2 separate regions of the Gossypium arboreum genome follow, and region 1 is linked to region 2. Evidence: chromatin contacts called from public Hi-C data. All regions are on one chromosome and are shown on one strand. The core of a region is the stretch at or near the end of the contact, and the rest is flanking DNA. Distances in the headings are between cores, read along the strand shown. Region 1 holds the start of LOC108483317. Region 2 holds the start of LOC108480692.

Evidence for each region. Hi-C and Micro-C count contacts between places; a contact is called where the count stands out from the background.
Region 1: a Hi-C map of leaf shows a contact between it and region 2, with 5 times the contacts expected there. The contact joins the promoter of LOC108483317 here to the promoter of LOC108480692 in region 2. A contact is called at or near these places in 2 of 5 Hi-C or Micro-C datasets (both in leaf).

The regions. Positions count from the first base shown.
Region 1 is chr1:70,934,478-70,942,095 of ASM2569848v2, forward strand. It overlaps LOC108483317, which reads right to left and starts at 5,231. Exons shown (of 13, transcript XM_053028991.1): 1 at 5,002-5,231; 2 at 4,403-4,504; 3 at 3,872-4,067; 4 at 3,530-3,789; 5 at 2,378-2,531; 6 at 1,981-2,090; 7 at 1,807-1,894; 8 at 1,374-1,709; 9 at 1,222-1,296; 10 at 568-1,130; 11 at 187-295; 12 at 1-82. The coding sequence starts at 4,039.
Region 2 is chr1:70,752,761-70,760,606 of ASM2569848v2, forward strand. LOC108480692 reads right to left here and starts at 1,875. Exons shown (of 2, transcript XM_017783767.2): 1 at 862-1,875; 2 at 1-78. The coding sequence starts at 1,477.

The DNA of each region.
Region 1 (7,618 bases), core at 3,981-6,480, 190 kb after region 2:
CCAAACCCAGCTTCCTAATTTGCAAACTTTGACGACCTGATTCTAGCAGCTGTAGAGCAACTTCTTTTGAGGGCTCAATAACCTGTAACACGAGAATTTAAACTCTTAAAAAATGCCAATCCAGTCAATAACTTTTCATTCTAATTCAAGGCACACTTATTGTGGAGGTAAAGAGATTTGTTAAACCTTGTTTATGATGAACAAACTAAGTTCTGCATATTGCTCACTGCGGGCCAATAGTTGAATAGTTAACACATATAGGCTTGGATGCACTTTGACCCTTTCTAAGTTGGCACTGCAGAAAGGAAATGAATAAGATTTCATGGAGCAAAGTACAAACTACTTCCTCAGTAACCAAGAAATGATTTATTGGATAACCTACGTTTCTATTTACCATATAAATGGCTAAGCAAACATGATTAAACAACAGTTTATCCACAACAGGAAGCTTTGTTTATATATCCAGATATGATTAAAGTAGTTCTTTAGAAGTTTCAATCACATTCTAAGAATCCTTTAGAATTGCCATGCACAAGAGTTGTAAACCACTTCAAATCATTACCATACCATCGAAAAAACTCAAGAATGATGGCAACCAGATAAGAAGGCTCCACAGTCATCTCTTCCTCAATAGGAGCAAAGACAGATCTGTACATCTCATCGGGTGAAATTGCAGGTGAAGTGAGCTGAGACTTCTGCTGCTCAGAAACACTAGCATTTAATGGATTATCAGTGGTAGAACTTTCAGCACTTGCATCCACTTTGCCACCAACAAACTGAGTATCATTTGAGCTGATTTTCGATGGTTCAAAGCTGCAATTATCCTCCGTCTCTGAAGACGAATAAGTTGAAGGTCTACTAAAAGATACACTGTTGACTCTGGTAGCAGGTTCATGTTGGACAGATTTTCCATCGGTTCTGCTGGTGAATACACCTGTGGCTTGCCCTGGGCCACTCACATTTGGCACACTTGAGGGGATCCTCTCAGTCTTTATTCCCTTGAAATAACTGCCAGTTTTAAGAGAGAGCGAATACGAGGTGACTAATACATCCATTGCCTTGGCAACCACGGTGATAGGTCTGTGTTCTAGAATCATTGTTTGCGTAATTGCCAAACATAGTTGTTTCGCCTGAAATAGCAGGAACAATATATGCTAAAACTGGTTAATGATTATATCACCCTTTATTGTGGAAAGAGAAAGAAGATAGCTGAGAATTGACCTTGTTGGCTTCCAACTTTCGTCTTTGCAAGAATTCCAATACCAATGGAACTTCAGAGGAACTAGCAGAAATTGCCTGCAAAGAGAGAAAGGGAGCAGTAATTACGAGAATTAACTATAAAAAGATAACAAAGTATGACCAACAGGACTTACCTCCAAGTCTAAGTGGATCTTCCATAAAAGCTTATTAGCTACATCACATATAAGGTCAGGAACCAAAAAGGTCCAGTCAGCTCCATAAATAATTGCTTCATTATCATTTGAATCAGAGGCCTCTGAACTTTCACTTTCCTTGGTGCTAGGTCGAGAATTAGAAATATCGGACCTTTGAAAACCCCTCAATAGTACAGGAAGTGGGGCAGATATGGGAGCTCGAGAATCTGCAAATATGTCATAGAGTATAACAACTTTTGCATCTACTTGGTGCACAAGTAGTACATTATCAACCACACTCACAGCAACCTTGCTCGAGTAAATTGGTAATGAACCCTGCAAATGGAATGAATATGGTTACAATTCCAACTCAAAACCAATTGAATAGAGCCTGTACCTGAAACTAACTAGAGGCAGTTTTGAGTAACCCTACCTGTTGGATAATAGCATCACGGTAAAACCGATATGAATGCAGTACCATTGCAACTCTATCAACTTGCAAGCAGTAAATTCTCCCATAACTGTCATAGTGTAAAAGCAAATATTAATATATAAATCATTTATCAATCAATTTAGTATACAAGCAAAAACAGTGAAAGAAACATACACAGTGACAATATAGACATCTTCAGAAGCAAGGACAGGCTTACTGTTAGCTTCAGGTTTAGCCATTACCATCTCAAACTTTGGTAATCGAATAATCCCAGCAGATGAAAGCTGAAGATAAGAGATAGAAACATGTCAAATCAATGGAACTGGGAACAAAAAGGATCATAATCTATCTGTACTGTTCATTAAAGGTATCAGAAGGGAGTTGTGCACTTTGATGCTACGTATTCATGTGCACTTAAGTAGTTGAATAACTTCAGTTTTCCATTTTCTCACATTTATCACCAAGACCAATTTCAAAGTTTATTTCGTGCATAGGGCACATAGCCTAGCCAATGTAGAGACTAAATCTAGGAGGATTCTAGAAATAGAGCTGGTGAAGCTCATAACCATACCTGAAATCCATGGAACGTCTTGCACTGCATTCCTGAAGCAAGGAGAATCAATCTGCTCTCATGTGTGTAGACATACCAACTAACAGCCAATTTCTTTGTCTCAACCAAGATAAGTGACTTCGGGGTAGAATCATAAGCAAACAAGTCCAACCCACTGCAATTAAATTTCATTTCAGTAAATAGAGTACATTAAATCTTTGGTGCAAGTAGAAACATGAAAAGGAAAAATAGAAATAAGTATAACAACATAACGCATAAAGCTAAAAGAAGGATGATTATTTTCAATAACATGGACAATGACGATTGCAGATCTTGAAGGTTGACTTGATTATGTAAGATGCAAAATCCATTTAAGTTCCTAAATGAAATTTACAAGTATAAAATGCAAGAGAATTGATTTTGGAATAGGAAATCAGTGGTTAATCAGGATCCATGCTAGAGAAGCATCTCCTCAAAAATAGCTTTCATACTTTGTTCTCCTTCACACAGGCAGATAAAATTTCTAACAACAAATACTTCCCAAAATTGATAATCATTTTCCTTTCTGTTTTCATATTCATTACTTCTGTCTTTGGCCATGCAGAAAAGACAGCAGAGTTTCATAGAAAAATCGCAAAAGAAAATGCACAGAGCCATGACTAATACAGAAGTTCTAAAACTTCTTTACCTAGTTGCATTGCCTGAAAGAGTGTCATTGCTATAAATAATTAGGGTAGGATAGAAGGATGTCGAATAGGTGAATTTAACATCCTTTTTATGCATGCTAAGTGTAACTCCAAATTTCACACTGAAGCATAGTTTGAGTAATAAGGGTTGGGTTGGATTTGGACAGAGATTCTAAACTATAAGTTGTCATGCTCCTCTTTTAGAGAAGTAAAAAAAAGAAAGTAATTACCAAATAGTTGGCAAGTAACAAAAACTTCTAGTAACCAGTATAACCATGGAAACTTTGTACATTAGATATCCAAGTTAAAGTGAAGTGAGAATTCAGCTTCAAAGTAACATTGCTATCATACAAAATTTTATTCCTTTCCAGGAAAATCATATCTCAGTAGAAGCTAAATTCATATGTAAAACATCAGTTTGAGATATACACAATGACAAAATCATTATCCACCGTACAAGTAAGACAGACAAGAAACTTCTCCCTACCTGGTCTTCACAATTACAATATCACATGATGGACAATCTGTCCAGAAGAACCCCAGTATACTCTCTGACTCGGATTTGCACCTGTGAGTGAAAGTTTCCTCTGTTTCTCTATGCCAAAATTGTATAGAAATATTGGACCGTTGGACTGCTATAATCTTTTCATCTAGAGAAAACCGGACAGAACAGATAGGCCCTTCAGTTATCGAATCAGTGATAGGGGCAGCAAGAGGAGAAAATGGAGCAGTTTTCCACGAAAAGATCTGTGCAGAAAAGAATGTAAAATATGGAACTGCAATATTTAAAAAGCTTCTACAATGCTATTTAAGTTCAGAACTATTAAACCTGGTCAGATGTAGGAGAGATGAGTAATTTATTTCCATCATCATAATAGAAACCTCTTGATCCAGGAATGTTGCAACGGAGAGGGGGATATTGTATGAAAACATGTGATAGAGCACCAGATCCCAGACCACCAACACTAGCTTGCGAACTTGAAGCTTTCCAGGCCATCTTTCTAAGGTTATCTTGTATTTTTAGCCTGAAAATTCAAATTGCTGGTGAATAATAACACCAATAAAGCACAAAAGATAGTATCAGTACAAAAGAAAGAATGTATCATAACTTAAAAACTAGCATCAAAGAATAAACAGAAAAGTTCATTGGGTTTACCTTATCATACAAACTGCAAACCCAAAGCTCCAAATATTACACCTTTCCCCGGAGCTATAAATCAAAAGAAAGTTGAAAACATTAATCTTAGCACAGTTTTTCAAGAACGAAAAGGATAAGATCTTTGCAACCCAATTATCAAATACGGTGTATTTCTTTTTTAATATAAAAATATGTTCCTAAACAATCCTAAAATATGGATACCGTATTCTGCATGCAAGTCTTTAGTGCAAGAAATTCTTTCAAACACATATCACGTTCAACTTCAGGAACTTTTGCTGCAACACAGGCGCCGTATTCATTCACCTGAAAAGACACAATTGTAATCGAAACAATGAGCTGACCACAAGCAGAATTTAACAGCAGGTTCAAGGTAATATCTTTCTGCAATCATATTTTTGTTCATTTTCAACCTAAAATTACTCATTCATGAACTTAAAGCGTACTGCAAACAAAAAAAGAAAATCCCGCAACTAGATGTAATGATACTAAATCAGTAGAACAAATTGAGACTTCATGGACAAACCTGTGCCGTACAATTCACTAAAATGCGCCTAAGTGGAGAGATTGTTTTCTTTTCTTTCATATCCACAGCTCTGATAAAGAACAAAAAAGTACATATATCATAATTTTCAAAACTTCAAAGATTGATAGAGCGGGAATCGTTCATGAATTGATGAAATTAGGGTTTTCAATTAAATTGATAAGAAAGACTGAAAATAAAAATCAAATCCAAGAACTGATTAACTTTAAAAAACAAACTAATTAGCAGAATCTAAGACCCAAAAAAAAGAAAGAATTACCTGGGAAATTCAACATTTTTATCACGCGGGATTCCGGGAACAAAACTCTATGGTATCAAATACAAAAGAATTGGGTTTTGAGCGTTGTTGAATCGAGTTTACTTGTCAAACTACACCTAACGGTCTTTATCTGAAAATTAGGGGACCTAAAACGCCGTCGTACGGAAGCCAGCGCCCAAGTTTTGTTTTTAATTTCTTTTTGGGATTAGTTGAGATGTAATTTACCTGTCAACTTTATCCAATCCTACAACATTGTATTTTTTAAAGCGTAAACTATGTAATTAACCCAATATCAAAATTTTTTTATTTTAGGCACTTAAAATAAAAGGTTTATAATTTAAGTATTTATATTAAATAATTTGATTATTTTAGTCACTTTTCTAAAAATCACAAGCAGCAACTTAATATAACAATTAAAAAATTGATATAATAATAAATTTAACTCTCAACTTTTACATATTATATCAATTTAATCATAATTTTAAAAATTAACCTTGAAATTTACAATTATCTCAATTTGATCCTAATTCTAAAAATTTTAAAGAAATATATAAAATACATAAATATTTTTAAAAATATAATAATAAATTTAAAAATATATAAAAATAAAAATATATTATTGACAAGAAATCATAATATATAAATTATAAAATTTAAAAATATATAAAATAAATATTTTAAAAAATATAATAATAAATTAAAATATTATATTAATATTAAATAAACTGAAAATCCCTACCCTACACTCGTCCTCTCCCTTTTCCCTAGACCCATCTCTCTCCCTCTTTCTCGCACCATATATATGAATTAATATCAGAAACAGATTCTGATACAAATGATGAAAAATACATATTTATGTTCATTCTTAGAAATTTCTTCTAACTGATTATTAGAACTACTTCCTATATTGTAACGCCCCGAACCCGAGACCGTCGCCGGAGTCGAACACGAGGTGTCAACAGACCTCAAACCACTTATTGAAAAGTTCCAGACAAGCTGCCAATCTGTGTGCTAGTCGCTTCAAAAATCATAACTTGAGTTTTACAACTCGAAAATCAGCTTTGTAATTTTTTTCTGAAACTAGACTCATATTTCCATCTACATATTTTTTTTCTAGAATTTTTGGTCAAGCCAATTAGTACATTTTATTAGTTAAACTCTCCCATGTTACAGGGGCCGACTACACTGACCTTCATGCGTTACAACTCGAATAACTCCCTGTGCAGGACTTCAATACGGGTTCCGTTTGTTTCTATAGAAACTAGACTCAAGGAGGAATTTATACATATATGGTATGACTCCTAATTATTTCTGGTTAATTTATAATGAATTTTCAAAGTCGGAACAGGGAATCCAGAAACCGTTCTGGCCCTGTTTCACTAAAACCCAAATATCTCTTAACATACAACTCATATAACCGTTTCGTTTCTTCCATATGAAAATAGATTCATCAAGGTTCATTTACATAATTTATTCACTATTTAATTCCATTCCTACTATTTTTAGTGATTTTTCACATCCACATCACTGTTGCTGCCAGCATCATTTTCTAGGGTAGACTTTCTCTAACACATAGTTTCTATGATTCCACCACCCTTTTTTTTATATATGGTCCAAAATATAAGCATGATTCCACCACCCTTTTTTTTTATGGCTGGTCATTGCCAAACACTTCCATGCCTCTTAATGAGCATATACATACCGAATGATTATAACATTATGCTCAAAACATTTATAAGCCATTTTCGCGTGGCTATTCAAAATTTTACATACCAAGTTCAAACAAAACATAATAGCCTATACATGCCGAAATGTTTTCTTAAACCATCTAAGAAGAAGATACCAAAAAGTCGCTAGACGGTGTGATGACTTCGATGACAGTCCGAAAGCACGCAAAATGGATCAAGAACCTAAATAAACAACAAATAAGCACACCAAATGAGTACATAACTCAAGAAGTCGTAAGCACTACTCTACCATCAACAATAACAATCATAAGTGAATAATCAAATAATACAAAATAGATGTTTCCAGCCATAACAAACTATACTGCAATTTCTAAAATTTTTGGTTCGGTCTCATGCCAAATCCTTCAACCAAATCAAACGCCAAGTCATTAATCGATTTGGATCCGTTTCCTCAAGTTGGAACAACGATGCACTAGATAATTTTATGCGCACACCGTACAATCCCAATTCGATATTTAGTTAGTAACTCAATCACTTACCTCGTTCATGCACAATTTATTTCCACAACCGAATGTGGCACACATAGTGCTTATTATGTTCGCACACATAGAGCTATAGCAAATCGCACACATAGTGCTATAGTAAATCGCACACATAGTGCCATAGTAAATCGCACACATAGTGCCATAGTAAATCGCACACATAGTGCCATAGTAAATCGCACACATAGTGCCATAGTAAATAGCACACATAGTGCCATAGTAAATCGCACACATAGTGCCATAGTGAATCGCACACATAGTGCATTTGAGATAGCCTCATGCCTCAACCTTCCAATCGGCACACATAGTGCCACATAGTCTTTGCACACATTGTGCCTTATGTCAATTCATCATGGTAAAGCAATTTACTAAATTCAAATTGTACAT
Region 2 (7,846 bases), core at 625-3,124:
TTACAATGTCGGGAAACTCTTTCCGTTGCTGCTCTAGCACTTCCCTCCCTTGGGGATGGCTAATAACCACTCTTGCACCTATACAACAGTAACACTCACAATCTCATATTGCAGTCATGGCTTAAACAGCTCCTAAAAATACTAAATACAGTTAAGAGCCAGGGTGTTCAGATATGTAAGTAAAAATTGGGTCATGATCAAGGCAAGCAAAAAACCGACCCTTCCCATTGTTATCCCTAAAAAATATCCTCATACGCACATGAAAAAACTGTGTAGGATACAAATTCTTTTAAGAAAAATGAAAAACAGAAGCAGCATTGCCTCCTTATTCTAGTACTTGCAAAATATACCAAGCCTTTGTTTCGTAAAAATACCATTGAGCCGAGTCAAATTACATTTTACTTCTCTACTAAAAAATTAAGTAAATTAATCCTTATATGTTAAATAAAAAATTAAATTAATCCTTTATATTAAAAATTTCAACCAAATTGATTGATTATATTAAAAATTTTAACCAAATTGACGTGATTGATGAAATACAGTGTCATGTGACATGTCAGATCTAATTGTATCTTTATTTCTACGGTCCTTTCAACACCTTTGTTTCTTGTTTGTTTGCATATGGTTGAAGTTTCCACTATGATATTCTAATGGTGAAAATGCCTTCTTTTCCCCTCCTGTTTTATTTGACACTTTCAATCACTGAACTCTGATAACTAAAACTAAGAGTCTGAACTCCAAACCCGACATTCTATCATTAGAACACATAGCTATTGGGTTCCAACCATGAAATTATATGCAGAAATAGTTATAGCAAGCAAACAGTATCTGAACAAAAGTAAAAACTTAGAAATGGATTACCTGATGAACAACGTTTCGCCAGCGCCGCAAATATTTGGTCAAGTTCGAATAGCAAGGCAGGCAGAAAATAGAGAAATATGACATCAAACGGTGTCCATTTTTCCGGCACATAAATCAATTCCCCTTGCCAACACTTAACCTCATCGTATTTCTCCTTAATCCCAGCTAAGAAAAAAATAGAATCATGGACTACAAGCAACAATTGGGTAGTTGATGATTCAACTAAATGATCCACAAATCCTTCCGAACCGACCGAAACTAGAACCCTTGACGACTCCGATATTTCTCCGGCAGATGTAATGCGGTCGATATTTCGTTTAGCTTGCTCGGAATTTAACTCTTCCGAATCAAGAAATGACCAATCTTTTTCATTAAAATCTTCGATATTGATAACCGACACCGTCCCCTCGCTTGAAGCATTAAAAGCCCCTGCTAATGACCGATGACAGCATAGTGACTTACGAGGAAAACTGGATTGAAATGAAAGGCGAAAAGGGTATTGATTACATAGGGAAATGCGAGGGCTAATATGTTGAGGCTGAGATTGGAGTTTAGGAAGGAAGCTACGGGAAAGTGAGGGAAGGAGTAGAGGGGAAGCTACTAGGAGTGACCCCATCGAAGCTAAGTATTGTATTCAATTATGGTTATAATCAAAAGCAAGCAGTTTCACTACACTAAACAATTTCTAATGAAGAAAAAGCTTGACCCCCTTAAGATTTAGGCTTCGTTACCCGGACTCGGCAATTTGGGGTGCCGTAACCGTGTCGACACGGGATACGGGTCACATCCGCAAAAAACCAGCGAACACGGCGGTGGGTGAGAACTGAGATGATAAGAGAAGAAAAAGAAAAGAAAAACTGATTCGTAGAGACGAGAGACAGGAGATAGACGATGGTCGGAGTAAGATGATGATAGAAGAAAGAGAAAAGACTTAGGGATATATTTAGCCGGGCCGATACAAGCTCGTTCGAAAAGTGAAAAAATATATGTCAAAAAATAGGATTGAGCAAAATAATAAGGTTACTTTAGACACGGGGTTCAGTATTGGATAATATTTTTTTGGTTTGAATTTAGTTTGGCTCGACCCGAATTTGTAAATTTTGTTTGGTATTTTACTTTTAAAAAATTAATATTTTATTATTTTATTGTCATTTTACTAATGTTTTGTTGTTATTTTGTTATTATTATTTGGATATTATATAACTCTTATTTTATTATTAATTTTGCTATTATTTTATAGCTATTTGCTTGTTAAATTGTACCTATATTAATGTTATTTAAGTATAACTTTTTAAATTTATTTTTAATTTGTTGAGAAACATTTATTTTAATTTTAGTGTTTTTGATTAATTATTTTTTACAGTTTTATATAAAAATAAAATAAAAATTTTAATATGAACGAACCAGGCTTGAGCAAAAATTTAGGCCCATTTTTCGGGTCAAGTCAGCCCAGGCTTATTAATTGGACCTAAAATTTTGTTAGGGCTCTACCTTATACTATACCCTTTTTCTATATTTAAACTTTTTTTTTATTAATTTGAATATGTAAACTATATTTTTTTTTCGTTTTCATACTTCAATCAGTCAACCATTGCCAATAAAATGGAGCCCAATTATATAATTACACGTGGAAAAAATATTTTTTATTTTTTCTTCTTCTTCCCTTTTATTATTTTTTTTTCTCCCCTTCAATTTTTTCATGCTCTCTCTCTCTCTCTTTTTCCCTTCCCTTCCCTTCTTTTGTTTTTCCTTTTTTTCTTCTCTCCTTTCTTTATTCTTCTCCCAAACTCCAACGCCGTCACTGCTACCGTTATCACCAACCCTTTCCATTTCAATCTTTACCTCTGGTTCTCATACTTGAAATGTAACACCCCTTACCCGTATCCAAGGCCAGAACAGAGTACGAGGCATTACCAGACTTAACAATACACATAGACGAAAACCAGACCATAAAATTTCATTTAATTCAAAACTTTTCGAACACATGCATAACAAACAAAGCTAACTATATCATCACATCAAAACATAGGACATGACACGATTAATTAAACTTATAGACCATAATAGATATGTACCACATCTCATGATTTTATACAATAACTCAATGTAGGCAGATACGTATGGTCAAAATCATAATAAAAATACATATCACAAACCAACTTCCTATACATGCCACTCACTTGATATTTCTAATATTTGAATTAATTTTCCCAAAAATGATAGTTTGATAGTGTGATTTTGCCTCCAACGATCTCCAACCCCGAGCCGACCTGCCAATACTAAAGAAATGGAGAGGATGGGTAAGCTTTACGCTTAGTAAGTTCATATGAAAATAATAAGCAATTACTACCATGCTTTTCAAGATAAAACACTATAATTGTACAATTACACATATTCAGATGTGTTTTCGGAGTCCCGTGTTAAAAAATCATATCTCAAGTTACAAAACTCTAAATCCAATTCAGTAAATTTTATATGAAACTAGACTCATATGTCTACTTACTAATTTTTTCTAGAATTTTGGTTGGGCCATTTAGTACAGTTTATTAGTTAAAGTCTCCCTGTTTGAGGTATGACTACTCGACCCTCGTGTACTACTGAACCGAATTTCTCCTGATAGAATTCCAACGACATGCCGTTTGTTTCCTTAAAATTAGATTCAATAAGGAATCCATGCATTTAAGTTATGACTCTCAATAATTTTTGTACAACTTATGGTGAATTTCTAAAGTCGAGCAGGGATCTCAATTCATTCAGACCTGTTTCACAAGAATTCAAATATCACACAATATAGAATTTTTTTGCTTCCCCTGTTTCTTTCATGTGAAAATAGACTCATTAAGCTTTATTTCCATAATTTTTTTAAATTTAATTCAACTTACATAATTTTTGGTGAATTTTCAAAGTCATGCACTGCTGCTGTCTAATACTATTTTACTACTAAAGTTCACTTTTACACAATTTCACTTAATCCATTCCATTTTACCGAGGTTCGCTCAAATATTGAGCATATTGCTCATAAATTCAAATAAACATATACTTGCACTTGTTCATCACATAATCACTTTCACATGTATTTTCATTTAATCGATTTCCCGTTGAACTCATCGGAATAATAACAGATACACAATTGCCTGCACATTTTCCCATTTCCACACTTGTAGCCGAAGCTATTTGGTACGCATAGTAGCCTGCACTTAGTACTACACATGCGACCAACAATCTGGTACACGTAGTAGCCTGCACTTAGTACTACACACGTGACCTCACCATCTAATACACGTAGTAGCCTGCACTTAGTACTACACACGTGATCACAGTTTGCACGCATAGTAGCTCGCACTTAGTACTACACATGAGACCTCACAATAGATCATTCGTATCGTTTTTATTCTGAATGTTCAATCGGGAAATTCCTCACTTTTCAACATTTTACTAAATTATCCGTAATCAATTTAAATTCATAATTTACATCAAATAACCATTTGATAGGCAACCACATTTCATATGATATCAAAATATAATAACATAAAAAGAATCAATAGATTATTTATGTACGAATTTACTCGAAGTGTCGATCTCACTATCCATAGTACCAATTGTCCATTCATAGTATAATAAGACACAACTCAAATATCAAATCAGATTTTAAGAATTTACATAACATATATCACATATTTCATATATCACTTGTCATGTATCTTCATTTTCTTGCATTTCATGTAACATTCTTTCATGTCATATTTCTACATCATAAACACCATTCCATCAACTTTTCCAATATATTAAATCATAAAATATATGCAATAATAGTAAGAAATATAATTCAAACATAACATTGCATTATTATTATCATACGAACTTACCTCGATCCAGAAATAGCAATTTACCATTTTAGTCCATAACCTTGTATTTTCCCGATTTAAGCCCGAATCTCGATTTCCTTCATAATCGAGCTTGGAAGCTTGGAAACCCTAGCCAAGGAGTCTCCCTTGGTATACACGTCCATGGTGAAGAAGATGAGCAAAATTGGCTTTTAATTTTGTATTTTAATTCATTTTACCCCTAAATGACCAAAATGACCTTACTACTAAACTTTCCAAAAATTCTATTCATGTCCAATATTTGTCCATAAACTTTGAAATTGGTCAAATTTCTATTTAAGACCTCTTAATTAATATTTCAAAGCAATTTCATACTAGAAACTTCTAGAATGCAAGTTTTGCAACTTATTCAATTTAGTCCCTAACTTCAAATTAAGCACTTTATGCATAGAATTTCTTCACGAAATTTTCACACAATCATGCAATCATATCATAGACCTCAAAATAATCATAAAATAATTATTTCTATCTCGAATTTGTGATCACGAAACCACTATTTCGATTAGGCCCTAATTAAAGATATTACAATTCTTCCCCCCCTTTAGGGATTTTCGTCCCCGAAAATCTTACCAAAAAAGTGGTCTTCACTTAGATTCCTCAATTTCATATTCAGTGTTGAAGAACTTTCACTCAGGCGGTGCCTCCAATATATCTCTTTAATTTCTCATATATTCAGAAATTCATTATCAGAAGTCGATCCTCACTGTACTCTTTTAGTTTGCTACTCACTATCACATTTTCCTCTTTCCGCTACGAAAATAATTCTGATATAACCTCGAAAATAATCCTTTCTTCTAGTTACAAAACAATTCATCATGCCATCCTTTACTATTCATTCATTACGTTAATCAAAACCGTCTCAATTGCATTAGCTCAAGTACCAAAATATCTCAATTGAAGACATTAACTATAATTGACTTACTTGAGAGAAGTAATCCACCATACCGATTGAAACTCGCACTTTTATCACTTATACCTTCTTGTTGTCAAACCTTACGAAAATTAGAAAAATCCCAATATTGAAATCACCACATCACCCAAATCAAATCAGAAGTATAGCCATACTTGACATGATTATCACGAGCTGAAGAATGCACTCCGAACATGAGTCATAGTTGACAAATTACGGAATAAAGATAACAAGAAAACCGAATAAAGAAATCCAAGATAGAAAAACCCAGAATAAAGAAATCCAGAATAAAGAAACCCAAGATACGATACTACCCAAGATACGATACTATGCCGGAAAATTGAAAACCAAACTCATAGGAAAATATAGAAATCCCGATAATTCCTCAGAGAAAAGAAATCCAGTAGAAAACATCATTTAGTCTCACTGGAATCAAATGCAACAAGAACAATGTATCTTCCCATATATATACATATCAAATGGAGCATCAAGTAGAAGAAACAAAATCATAGTATCATACATATTCTCTCATCAATTTTTTTTTTATCAGGCAGAATGTAATAGAATGCCCGAAGGAATAGGGCAATATAAATTATAAACCAGTCAGGCTACCAATGCTTTCATTTAACATCAGGATTAGAAAACATCCCTATATAACAAGAATTTCTTCAAAAGGTCAATAACCATAGAAATATTTCTAGGAACGGATAAACACATAGAACATCTTAGAAGAAACTGCTAAAATCTGTCCAACCGTAACTGTCACACTTAGATATTACACATTTCAGATATCATTTCCCCAACTATTTCTGCCATCACAAATTTCATATTACTTTTCACTAAAGAAGACTAGTTCTGAATAAATTTTTATTTGCACTTTTCTCGACCTTGTACCTTAGTAATTGATTTATCAAAATGAATTTCTTCTCTAATCGAACAAAGGCATAACTCCAATAATCCTTATGCCAATCTGATACTTTTCTATCTTTGACTTTACTTATCAATTCATTCTTCAATCTCTAATCATATTTATAATTATTCTAACACTGAAATCTTTGGTTTCTCAACCGGAAACTTATTCAGTATAAATCTTATTAAATTCCATTATAAAACACCACTTTGGTAAGGGGAAAGGGGTCGTAGGGCCTCTAATTCAACTCTCATATACATATACATGTAACACAGTTTTCTTCATAGCAATCATATCTCAATCATGTTATTCATTTCGAGTAACTAACATTCATATTGATTTAATGCTCACTTTCTAGTTATCTCATTTAGTCAAGTATAATTATGCATGCATCCTATGTTTTCTAGATAGCTTGACTTATCCATTCATCTACTCGAACAAATCATACTCATGACATCATATAAGGGTTAAACAAACTAGATATTTATATCACAATCACAAATTTCGTTTCGTGCATCATCATATACATATAATTACAATCACATAATTCAGTCCAAACAATTTAACATAGATAAATTCATTTCATTATAATCATTTATCTCATAAAAAATATCATTGACATTCATCAACATTCAATGTTCAATCAAGGCAATGACATTTTCATTCATATCATGATATTAGGAACTTTTACTCATACTTTTATGAATTTCTATTTATCCCGTTCATCTTATCAAGTAAGCCAAGTGCACTACATCATATGAGCATCAAGCAAGTATGGATATTTATCACAACATGACCTTTCATCTCACGTGTTATCACTTATATATATATATATCATAAAATTTTATTCATACTTTTCTAAATTGAGACTCATCATAATCGTAATTTTATTCAAACACCTTCGCATCACATTGAACATGGTCAGTGCAGCTCAGTTGGAGAGTACCTCTGTCTAAGCAAGACGGTGCTCATACGCGTCGGGAGACATCACACTATCACGGATCAGTGGCATGTATAGCTGGACTTTTTCCGAGAATCGACTAAGCCATAGCTCTGATACCACTAAATGTAACACCCCTTACTCGTATCCAAGGCCGGAACAGAGTACGAGGCATTAACAGACTTAACAATACACATAGATGAAAACCAGGCCATAAAATTTCATTTAATTCAAAACTTTTCGAACACATGCATAACGAACAAAGCTAACTATATCATCACATCAAAACATAAGACATGGCACGATTAATTAAACTTATAAACCATAATGGATAAGTACCA